Linked DNA regions of Mus musculus: region 2 is linked to region 1. Evidence: chromatin contacts called from public HiChIP or PLAC-seq data. All regions are on one chromosome and are shown on one strand. The core of a region is the stretch at or near the end of the contact, and the rest is flanking DNA. Distances in the headings are between cores, read along the strand shown. Region 1 holds the start of Mdfic (MyoD family inhibitor domain containing). Region 2 has its middle 120 kb from the start of Mdfic.

Region 1 (5,871 bases), core at 1,603-4,102:
GACTCACGTACTCCAAGTCAACAGGGAGCAAGATGCAGCTTTTGACCAACTTGGTGACTCTACAACACAGTGTCCTGGTTGGTTCCTAATATTTTTACTTGAATTTTATTCCTTCCCTTGCTAGAGCAAGACGCTTATACTTAATCCAAGGAACAGTGGAATATGGAGAAACCCTGCTGTTTAAGGCTGAAGTCTATCTACTATGACCAGATAGCTTCTCTGAGCTCAGCACAAAATGGAGGACTCCCAATTCTCTGACCTTGTCTGGGAAGCCTGATTCCCCACAACTTCTACCTAGGGGAAGGAACGTCCAGTAGTCCTTGGCAGACCTACAAGTTCAGTTTCCTCTTTTCCTCTTGCTCTTTTCCCAATAAGAATCCACCGAGCAAGTACCTGGGGATTCCTGGAATGTCTCTCCATGGAAATGAGCTATTCACAGAACTTTAAAACTTTAGCCAATGATTTTCACTTACCAGGAAAGTGCCTTACCACTCTCCAAAGTTCATATATACCCTTGGTCCACCCCAATAGAGGTATTCACCCAAGCTAAGATTGGCAAAAGAGCTGTTTCATTGAAGATACTCAGAGAAGGCCTTTGCCCAAATGATCTGTAACACTAAGATTCTCAGAGAAGGTCTCTCTCCTTTATCCCAGTTCCCTGACCTCACTCTCCACCCCTCACTCCTGCAGAACTCCACCCATTTGGGAAACTGGCTGGCTGTCCAACATTCATACCATAGTGAAAGAGGATGTTTTATGCTCATCTTATCAGAAAAGTTAGGTATCTTATGTCATGTGTAAAAGTGAAATATGGTGTGCAATTCGATGAAAAAACATTTATTGGGGGAGATGGCTCTGTGGGAGAATGGCTTGTGTGCAAGCCTGAGAAGGTGTGTTGGGAGAGATAGAAGTGTAGCCTTATAATTCTGGTGTTCCTACAGGGAGATGGGTGTTAGAGACATGTAAATAGCTGTAAATTCAGAAGTCTGCATGCTATCCTGGTGTGTGTAGCTAGGGACAATAAGGGCACCCTGTTCAAACAAGGTGAAAGGTAAGGACTGGAGGCCATCCTCTGACCTCCACAAGGGTACCATGTGCTTGTGACAGAATGAACAAACTGAACAAGGAGATAAACAGTAAGGGGACAAAGAAGAACTTTGCAGAACTTTCTCACTGACTCTTGTAAGCAAAGGCTGTGCTTTGTAGAGCACAAGTTTCCTGTGTGTTCTTTAATGCTGACAAGCCTTCCCCACAACTGACCTGGTCCCAAGAGGTAGGTGTTGGTATTCTGTCTGGACTCCACCCCCACAGTTACCTGGCATTAGCCAGGTAGGCCTGACCCACTATAAAAGGGGCTGATTGTCTCCTCCTCCCTCTCTTGTGCTCTTGCCTCTCTTGCTCATTGCTCCCTTGCTCCCCCACCCCCATTCCTTTCCCCTCTCTCTCCATGTGGTCTCTACTTCTCTACTCTCTCCTTCTCTCTGCCTTTCTCTGCCTCTACTATTCTCTTAACTCCCCTCCCCCTGCCCTGAATAAACTCTATTCTATACTATACAGTCCTGTGACTGGTCCCTCAGGAAGAAGGGATGGCTTGACATGGGCCCCACCAAGACACCCCCTTCCCCACACCCCACCAGCTAGAACATATCTTTATAGCTCTTTCTCTTTTTATGATCACAACAGTAGGTTCTATGTAGTCCAGACTCTTGACACGTTCTTAAGAGACTTAAGGCACTTTTTACAATGTCATCTATGAATCTACAAATTTTATTTAAAAACGGGGCCATATCTATTAGCTATAGGTCACCGAGAAAAATGCCATTTTCTATGGAATCCAAATACCTGCCTTCAGAACCTTTGAAGATTGATTTCTCGGAGTAGTTGAAATCAAGTTCTTGTTTCTTTAGAGGTAAGAAATAGACCTTTTCCGTCAGTTGAAAAGAACTTGAATGGTCACTTTTTGAAGATAAACATTCCTGATGTATTATTAGTAATGATGGGGGTGAGTGAGAAGGAGAAACCATTAAGTTTCTTCAGTTTTGATATGCACCTCCACTGAACTCTGCATTTCACTCAAACAAAGAACAAAAATTAACCAGATGTATAAAAGTTCTTAACAGCCCGTTACACTTGCTCTTGGCCCTTTAGAGTCTGCCACAGTCAGAACATTTCATTTAAAAAGCCACCGACAATGAACCTTTTACGTCTGAGCACAGTTTAGCTTCCCGCAGACGTCACACGGTCAGAGAGGCACTCAGCCTGGGGTAGGACAGATGTGCTCAAGAATGTTCACCTTGCACTCCTGGGTGGCTCTGTGCAACTGGTTTAACCAGATCAGGAATCCTGTCTGACAGAAGTAAAGTAATAAAAAAGAAAAAGATGAAGAGATTAGACAAGTACTTGGGACCTGTGAACAAGGTTTTAAATACACATTTATGTCTTCATAGTACCAGGAAAGTCAGTGTGTGTGTTTGAACACACATGTACATTCATCACACACACACACACACACACACACACACACACACACACACACACACACCCTTCCCTGTTTTCAAAGGTCGCTTCCCTGGGGCATTCCTCAAGATTATTTAATAGTCTATCGAAGGGCAGGATTGAAAGTGGTTTGAGGGGGACTTTCCCAGAAAGGTTGAAGATGTTTGAGCTGCCAAGGTTAGCTCCCTCCCTGTTTTCCCTAACCTTGGTGGGCCTGGGCTAGGGAGCCTGCATCTGGCCTGTCCAGCTCTGGCCTCCTGACCCAGACAGCTCCCTCGCAAGGGAGCTCAGGGCCAAACCTAGGTCGCGCCGCCCCCAACCTCGGGGCTGTCTGCCAAGAGTTCGAGGCCACCCCAATCCGGATATGATGAAAGGGAGCCACAGAGAGAGAAGTGTTTGAAGAGTGTAGGAGTGGCAGCGCGAGGGTGAAAGAGACGCACAAGTGGATCCTAAAGTCCTTCCCGGAGGAGAGGGGCTGCCCGGAGGGAAGGGACGGAGTGCGCGGAGTCAGCGCGGGCGGCTGCCACTGTCGCTGCCACTCCCGGGGCCGGAGGGACGTGGTCAGGCTGCCAGGGCGTGATGGGGCCGCGGCCAGAGCCTCGCTGACTACCGGTGGCGGGAGGAAGGGACCCGGAACAGCCCACGGGGGGGATGCCAAGGTAGGTGGAGGTCCCTTAGGTCGCTCTGCCGCCGAGTCCCCGCGCGTCCCCTCCCAGCGCGCGCGTCCCGTTCGCAGCGTCCCCCCAGGCTGCTTTCAAATCCTAACTTCCCTGGGGTGGAGTTGGAGGAGGGACGCGGAGGGGGAGGGAATGGCCCAGGCATTGCGGCGTGCTGTGCTCTAAAAACAGTTGATCCTGCTGTCCCTTTTGCTTTTCCCGCCAGAGGCAGGCCGTTTCCTGCACCCAGCACCTAAGCAGCTGGGGTCCGTGCACCCCGCGGGGACGGCTCTGGCTCGGAGCGTGGCCCATGTCCTGCGCGGGTGAAGCCCTCGCTCCCGGGCCCGCGGAGCAGCAGTGCCCGGTCGAGGCGGGCGGCGGCCGGCTGGGCTCCCCGGCCCACGGTGAGTAACAAGTACTTGCGAGTTGCGAGTTTCTGGGACGTGCTTGCACACTTAGGGATGGGTGGTGGTGGTGGTGGGAGTGGGGAACTGCGAGGATGGGCTTCAACTTCGGAATTGTGAACTTTTGCACACTTATGTTACTTAAACAAGTCTGCCAGAGGATCACTGCCCCAGATCAACAACCGGATAGGAGGGCGGGATCCCTGGCCCCTCTATTCCCTTTTCTTGCTAGAAACTGGTTGACTAGATGGCTTCTACCTTCTGCCTAAGCACTTCTTGGCCTGGGACTCAGGAGGGGTGTGAAGTCTCCAACCCTTGTCTAGTACTCTTAAGTTCTTATGTTCTTTTCTCATGCAGGGCAGTCTCTGCTCTCTGAGCTAGCGTGGGCTCTCCTCATCTTTCTGGTTCTTGTGGGGTACTCTGACCCCCAGGTTAAGCATCCAGGTTTCTGAGACCAGTTTCTTTTGGAATGGCTCGTGCATATGTTTTCAATAACGTTTGTTTTGGAATAAACACGTTCCAAGAATGAATTAACTCTTTTGAGTTCTTCCAAAGGGAAAACAAAATCGTTTGCTTCTGGGAAGCTTCCATAACCACATTTTAAAATTCTTTGAAGGTAATAGACTTCAGGTGCTCTTTGGTGGCAGAACCAGACTCTCACCATTTCTCTTCCCTTTTCCAGTAAGGACAATTCCAATGAGGACAGTTCTGACTGGCAGACACCAGATAACTTTCCAGCTCTCCAAAACTCTTGATTTTAAGCATGTCTAAAATCTTGTCTCCCAGTACCCAAATATATACTGCCTTAAGTTTCTTTCTTCTCTTTTTAATTCGGGGGGTGGGGGGTGGGGAGGGGGGGGAGGAAAGGAGTTGCTGTTCTAACCAGAGTAGATAGTAGCAGAAAACATCCAAGCGTAAATTGAAATGTTATGTTTATCATTTCGATTTAGAAGAGTGACTCATTTCTTTTCCTAAACAGAGAGAATCCAAGTGATTAGCTGTAGAGAAGAACCAGATTGATAAACACGTTTTCTCAGAAGCAGCCCGTCTTACACACACTGCATTGTCAACATTGTCATCTCCCTGCCATTAGCCATGCCCGCCCACCCTCCACAGTCATAGCCACTCGTCGATAGGCTCTTTATACTCCCACTTCAGTCATTAATCACTCCTGGTAAACAATGCTTACGCCAAAAATCAACTGCAAACACTCCAGGTAAAACTATTGGGCCGGGTGTGGTTGTGCACGCCTTTAATCCCAGCACTTGGGAGGCAGAGGCAGGCGGATTTCTGAGTTCGAGGCCAGCCTGGTCTACAAAGTGAGTTCCAGGACAGCCAGGGCTATACAGAGAAACCCTGTCTCGAAAAACCAAAAAAAAAAAAAAAAAAAAAAAAAAAAAAAACCAAAAAAAAAAAAATTGGATTTGGAAATAGCCAATACGCACAAAATCTAGTGTTAACGCTAGGGATGGTTAAAATCTCCTGGAAGAACTTGTCATGGTACCTCCTGTGTACAAAGCTGCTTGGTGTCAGGTGATCTGCGCACAAGGAGGAAGACATCTCAAAGGGCCTGAGGTTAACGCTAGCTGCATACAACGTGTATATCTCTCTATGGAAAACCAATGTCCTCTTGCAATTGAACATTGCCTTCCTCCAATAGTCCCACCTGCTCACCCTATCGCTGGGAAACAAAACATAGTGTCTGAGCATAGTAGGACACTAGTGTTCAGTTAATCAAAGTTTAGTTTTAAAATTCTACACACTAAATTAAGTAAGGAAAATATAACATTTAAGGGACATTTACAGAAGATATTTGCAAAAGAAAAAAAAGGAATGTGAGATATGTCTTCTGCCGTGTTAAACACACTTATTATATGTGCACCTAATATATGTAAAAGCACATTTAGTATGTTGTGATGAACTATTCACTATGTTAACCCAAGGTGTAATTCTTAAAAATTGGAAGTAATCTTAGGGATTTTTAAAATCTAGTTTGAACCTCCTAATCAGATTCTGGGCTCCTTTCTAGAACCTGGAATGTGGGGTTGAGAAACGTAACATGATAGCCTGCTGCATTTTCAACACTGAGTTTGCAAGGTTTTCTTTACTGAAAGGACAGTCCTGGACGCGGACCTTTCCGCTGTGCTTCTGTGAACTTTTCTGTTGCTTTGAAAGCATAGATATTATAGTACTAATATCTACAATGCTGTTACAGAGTAAGGTGCTTGCATGCTACATGCAATAAATGGGGACCAGGAAAGTGACAGGCAAGGTATCTGTGGGATTCAGTGTCCAGGAAAGGAAGTGGGCCAGGC
Region 2 (5,871 bases), core at 844-3,343, 120 kb after region 1:
GGGAACTACCTGAGAACAACAAACAATGATTAGACTCAAATAATGTCCTTGTCATACTGGGCAATAGACTCTAATGGAAATATGCAAACCAGTTGGAGGATTGGTAAGAGTCGGCTCCATTACTCTCAGTCAGTACATCTTTCGCCATCCTTATGCTGGTGATCGATCCTTGCTCCAGTGGGTGGTGTAGCAGCTGCACAGAGGTACAGCTAGGTTTTCCTACAGCTGTTTTAATGGATAAGCTGTAGACTTTTAAGGATCATTGTGAACTGCAAGAGGCAAGGCTGGAGACAACCCACGGAGTTAAGGTAGTGCATGCTTTGGAAACTATTCCTGAAATGGACACTTGAAATATTTGTTACCAAGTCAAAATAGAATAAACTGAGAAGTATGGGGCAAGATTCTGTGCCAAGTCAGTCTGGAGCTGTGAGAGGCTGCCAATGAGGAATTTCTTGAGCCAAGGAGAAAGCAAACAATCAAAGGAAACGTAGAAAGGAATCTGAGAGACTCAGGACAGAGCAGGTGGTGATGGTTTTTTTTTCTTTCTTCTTTTCACACAAGCAGGAAAACTTTGCTGAAGTTCTTCCATTCACCATGAGTTCCAACGGTGTATGTCAAGATTATAGTGTATCAAACTCGTCTGAAGACAAGATTCCTTTAAGGTTATTGAAAAATTCTTGGCAGAAAATGCCTTTGTTCTTCTAGCTCTTTTGAATCATGATGACGAAGAAGATGATGATAAAGCAGCAATTGTTATGTATAGAACTTAACACCTTACTGGTAATGCGTCAACCCTTTTAATCCTTTGGCTACCTTGCTTGATTTGATTTTGAGGACTAAACATGACATGTAGATTTTAAAGTTCATTAGAGTCCCCTATTTTTGGAACAGACAAGAATGTCTATAGAGAGAAGTTTACAAAACTCCACTGCATTCTTCTTGTATATTTTCTTAGCAGAGTCATGGATGCCATTGCAGAATTGCATGGTCATCAGAACTATAACAATCCTAGGCAAATTGTTCAATGCACTGTGCAAGTAAACCAGACATGTTTTCCAGATTGGCTCTGCCACTTCGAAGCTAGAGTGCAGAGTGAAGGATGATGAGTGAGGAAAGAAAGCGGAAGAGTTTTGGGTCTTAGGAAACAAGAAATTAGAAGAGGTCAGCCTTGGGATAGGTAATCTGAGAACCCCATATAAATGTACACTGATCCTGTTTGGATCAGGAAGCTATGCTTGCCTACTCAACCTGATTGGTCACTCAGGACTTTGGGTTCACCACTCTAGCTATGTGGGATAAGAAGCTACGAGCCCATAGATAATGAGAAAGCAATGAACTACTGCCCCTGCTCTTTCTGACACATTTCTCTGAAGACAAAGGTACAACTGTGTTGACAGAAGTCCTGGAATGGATTTGCTATTTTGGTTCAGATCTCCTTCATGGTCTAGGCTTCCCTCTTGTTAATATCCAGACAATATGGATTGTAGCTTAATGGTCCAAAATGGTAATCTTACTATAAATGAAATGTTTGCTGGGCACGGTGATCCATACAGAATCCTGACACTCCAGAAACTGAGGCAGGAGAATTCTAATTTCCAGGTCAGCTTGAACTATGTTTAGAGACTCTACTTAAACACAAAAGAATGATACAAAGATGAATAGGAAATAGAAATGCAAAAGTACAGTCCTTATTTTACCGCAACCACGTTTGAAAGAGCTCTGGATACCTGAATCATTCAACCTTCCTAATAAGTTCCTGAGACCGAGAGGGAGGTTCAACAATAGACCAGTCTACACAGGCAGAAAGTGGTGTTTAGAAAGAAGAAACTACACAAGAGTACAGATTCACTTTACAGGAGGGCCAGGACTTGAACCCAGAATGTCCGGTTTGATCAGATCTGTTCTTAACAGCCCCATAGATCACTAGATGCGGTTTCAGAAGTTTGCTTCATGTTTGTGTCTGTACTGCTCTTCTGAGGTGCAGGAGACAAGGTTTTCCCAGTCTGCCACTTAGGCATAAGATTAATGCACTGAAGCACCATTAGGGTCAATGTCATGCTGCTTTGCAAATTAACCTCCTTTATGCTCTTGTCAGACTGTATGGGGAAGTGAAAGGTTTTTCATCTTTGGACTTCCCCATTTACTCACCATCAATGCCAGCTGTGGCCAACAGGCTTTTTTTTTTTTTTTTTTTTTTTCTTGACTACATTGGAACAAACACTTGTAAAATTACTTACATTTAGAAGATGGAAATGTTGGCATTACAAGCTTTGAGGATACAGAAGTCCAACTCTGATGAATTGATGGCTTTTGCCGATATAGTTTAAAGAGAAATGAGTTTTTTAAAAAAGTCCCATGAGAGCCACATGAGAGTTACTCAGAAAGCACCTGGCATTCTGCCTTTCCTGGTGCTTATTCTCATGACAACACAAGCTGCTCTGGACGTACAGAGAGCAACGCTGTTGCATCAGTCAGTGGCTGCCTAAAGTAATTACTAATGACTTCAGTCCATTGTGTCTATTCTCAGCTAATGGTGGCTACTCTTTTTTTTTTAATTTTTTAAATTTATTTTATATATGAGAGTACACTGTGCACTGTCACTCTCCTCAGACACACCAGAAGAGGGCATCGGATCCTATTACAGATGGTTATGATCCACCATGTGGTGGCTGGGAATTGAACTCTGGTACCTTAACCACTGAGCCATCTCTCTAGCTCCAGCCAATTTAAATATTAAAGGATTTTTTATTTTCTGTAGAACAGCTACAGAGTGCTTAGCACCTATGAGTTAAAGGTGTGTCATTACAAGCACAGACAAATATAGCAGAACAGAACACTAGTTTAGAAGACCGAACATGATACAACTTGTGATGGTTTGTATATTCTTGGACCAGGGAGTGTCACCATTTGGAGGTGTGACCTTGTTGGAATAGGTGTGACCTGGTTGGAGTAGTGTGTCACTGTGGGTGTGGGCTTAATACTCTCACCCTAGGTACCTGGAACTCAGTCTTCCACTAGCAGCCTTTGGATGAAGATGTAGAACTCTCAGCTCTACCTGCGCCATGCCTGCCTGGATGCTGCCATGCTCCCTCATTGATGATAATGGACTGAATCTCTGAACCTGTAAGCCAGCCCCAATTAAATTTTTTTTTATAAGACTTGCCTTGGTCATGGTGTCCGTTCATAGCAGTAAAACCCTAACTAAGACACAACACAATGTGTTTCTCCATAAATAATCTGTCCTTCATTCATATTGCATTTTTTCAGTGAAGAAACTGGGTATGCTGATTTTACCTATTAGTCTCACTTGAAAATCTCTCTTCTATTGTGGAAAAACCAAACCGGACCAAACCAAACCAAACCAAACCAAAACAAAACAAAACAAAGAATAAACCCAAACCACAACCTTAAATTATTGGCTATAAATGGCATTAAGTTGAGACTTTTAAATGTCCCTTTATAAGAATGTCACCTTCCTATCTTTTGCATAAAACATTCATTCTTCGATCTGAGGTTAATGAAACTGTTGTTCATTGGTATGTCTGTGTCACATGGTACTTGGAAACTTTTCAGCAACAGAATTGGAATAAATAAGATGCTTAGATACAACCAGGGATCAGTCCACTGCATAGCTGTTCTTAAACCTTCTCATTATTTTGTTTTACCATAATTAAAAGAAAAGATATAAACCTACAGGAAACTTGAAACATGAATGATAAAAAGCTAGACAGATGCCAATAAGTTAAAATGAAGGACATCAGGTTAAAAGTAATGTTGATAAAACTAAAGGTTGATATATATGCAATAACAATAATGAAAGCAACTGAGGCCATCAAGAGTAAAGAAGATGGCAGAGCTTAACGGAAGGGTACCTGGGAGGGGCTGTAGCAAGGAAATGGTGAACGGTCTACACCCAGTGTAGGGGAATGCCAGGGCCGGGAAGCAGGAGTGGGTGGGTTGGTGAGCAGGGGGAGGGGGTTAGGGGGTTTTCAGGAAAGGGGATAACATTTGAAATGCTAATAAAGAAAATATCTTTAAAAAAGAGTAGAGAAGATGGCAGGTCTTGAAGGAAGGGTACCTGGGAGGGTAAGCTGTAGGAAGGAAATGGAGAGGGGGGAAAATGATATAACCATATCTCAATGAAAACATTTTAAAATCATAAAATTCATCTTTTAAAATGTTACTTCAGAGAGTTTAAGTTTATTCATAAACTCACACAGCCATGGCCACTGTCTACATTATGATATTTTTCTTTACACCAGTATTTAACTTCATTAAAAAGTCAAAATTTATGTTTTAGAGTTGATTTTTCAAGTATTGCAAAGCACTATTCTTAAGAAAAATCCCTCCAATAACATAGATAATCAAGTTCATCTTGTCAAAATTAAGGACAACACACACACACACAGACACACACACACACACAGACAATGTTGTAGCAGTTATGTACCATTTGCTTTTTCTTTTTTTTCCTCTTCTCTTCTCTTCTCTTCTCTTCTCTTCTCTTCTCTTCTCTTCTCTTCTCTTCTCTTCTCTTCTCTTCTCCTCTCCTCTCCTCTCCTCTCCTCTCCTCTCCCCTCCCCTCCCCTCCCCTCCCCTCCCCTCCCCTCCCCTCCCCTTCCCTTCCCTTCCCTTCCCTTCTTTTCTTTTTTCTTTTCTTTTCATTTACTTTTTCAGTATCTGCAACCAGAAGCTCCAAATTTCATTTGATGAATTCTATTCATATTCTCATCAGTTTAAGATCAGCCTACCCAATTCTAGAGAGGGAATATGTCACTTCAAGCTAACCTAGTCAACCTGGTCTACAGACAGACAGGACAGTCTGGACTATACAGACAGAGATGTACAGACTACATAGGTACTCTACAGGCACATGCCCAGGTAGCTCTAAGAGAAGCACTTTGGATATTTGCAGGGGCAAAACCTTTTGCTAGAAATGTCTGATCATGGACGATCTTAACTGCTAGAATGTAGAGGGGTAGTAGGTATGAATGAGACTGATTTTTTTTATATGGCAGTTGTTTGTCCCCTATATTCCTGATCAATAACAATGGACTGAGACTATGAACCAAAGGAAATTTTTCCTTCCCTGAATTGATCTGATCAGACATTATCACAGCAATTAAAATTAATCAACACAATTACATGGTAATGATAAGTGCTAGAAAAACACAATAAAATGTTTTTACACCATTTTCTTATTGTCATAACATGTTTAATACCCTCTTAGGCATGTCATCATGGTAGAGGGGATCATGACAGCATGCCTGGCTCTGGAGCAGTAGCTGAGAGATACATCCAGATCCAAAGGTCAAGAGAGATGGGATATGGCATGCCTTCAGTGACATACAGCAAGACCATATTTACTCAACATTTCCTTAACCTTAATCCTTTCAAACAGTTCAGCCCCCTGGTAACTCATCATTCAAATGTTTGAGCCTGCTAGGGCTATTCTTAAACCACTACAAATACACTGAAATTTAAGTAATCATTTTAGTTATCTTTCAATTTTTTTTCTTAGTAAATTCAGAAATACGTTGTAAATGTATTAGGAGATAAGTTTTAAAATTATATTACATCTCTACAGTAGTTATATAGAAAGAATAACTTAACTTGTATTAGTAGCACTAAATAAAGAATTTATGATTGTTTTCTCAAATTGTATCTTTTTCTTCAGAATGTTATATATAAGAATGTATCAAGTTTTAGGACATTGGAAAATATGGATAAAAATGTCATTAGAAGAATAACTATGGGGCTGGGGAGCCAGCTCAAGGGATAAAGGGCCTTACATTAATGAGGACCCAAGTCTGCTCTCCAGAACGGGTATGATATACTGAATATAGGTTTGTCCTCCTTTCACTGGGGGGT

What was found. HiChIP or PLAC-seq counts read pairs in DNA pulled down with a chosen protein or histone mark.
Region 2: an H3K4me3 HiChIP or PLAC-seq map of bone marrow-derived macrophages shows a contact between it and region 1, with 4 times the contacts expected there. The contact joins the enhancer-like site here to the promoter of Mdfic in region 1. A contact is called at or near these places in 1 of 15 datasets of contacts at CTCF or cohesin (the NIH/3T3 cell line), 8 of 484 Hi-C or Micro-C datasets (B cells, bone marrow-derived dendritic cells, bone marrow-derived macrophages and 4 more), 3 of 115 datasets of contacts at active chromatin or transcription factors (bone marrow-derived dendritic cells, bone marrow-derived macrophages and microglia) and 3 of 9 other capture datasets (adipose tissue, liver and pancreatic islet).

Annotation. Positions count from the first base shown.
Region 1 is chr6:15,717,809-15,723,679 of GRCm38.p6, forward strand. Mdfic (MyoD family inhibitor domain containing) reads left to right here and starts at 2,853. Exons shown (of 5, transcript NM_175088.5): 1 at 2,853-3,155; 2 at 3,379-3,556. The coding sequence starts at 3,463.
Region 2 is chr6:15,839,623-15,845,493 of GRCm38.p6, forward strand. No RefSeq gene overlaps it. Among named protein-coding and RNA genes, the nearest start is that of Mdfic, 120 kb to the left of the region's middle. Within about 2 kb of position 2,094, at least 73 of the 459 cell types and tissues checked have an H3K27ac peak or open chromatin away from gene starts, as enhancers often do. A contact at or near this core is called in B cells, adipose tissue, bone marrow-derived dendritic cells and 4 more, where this site is marked.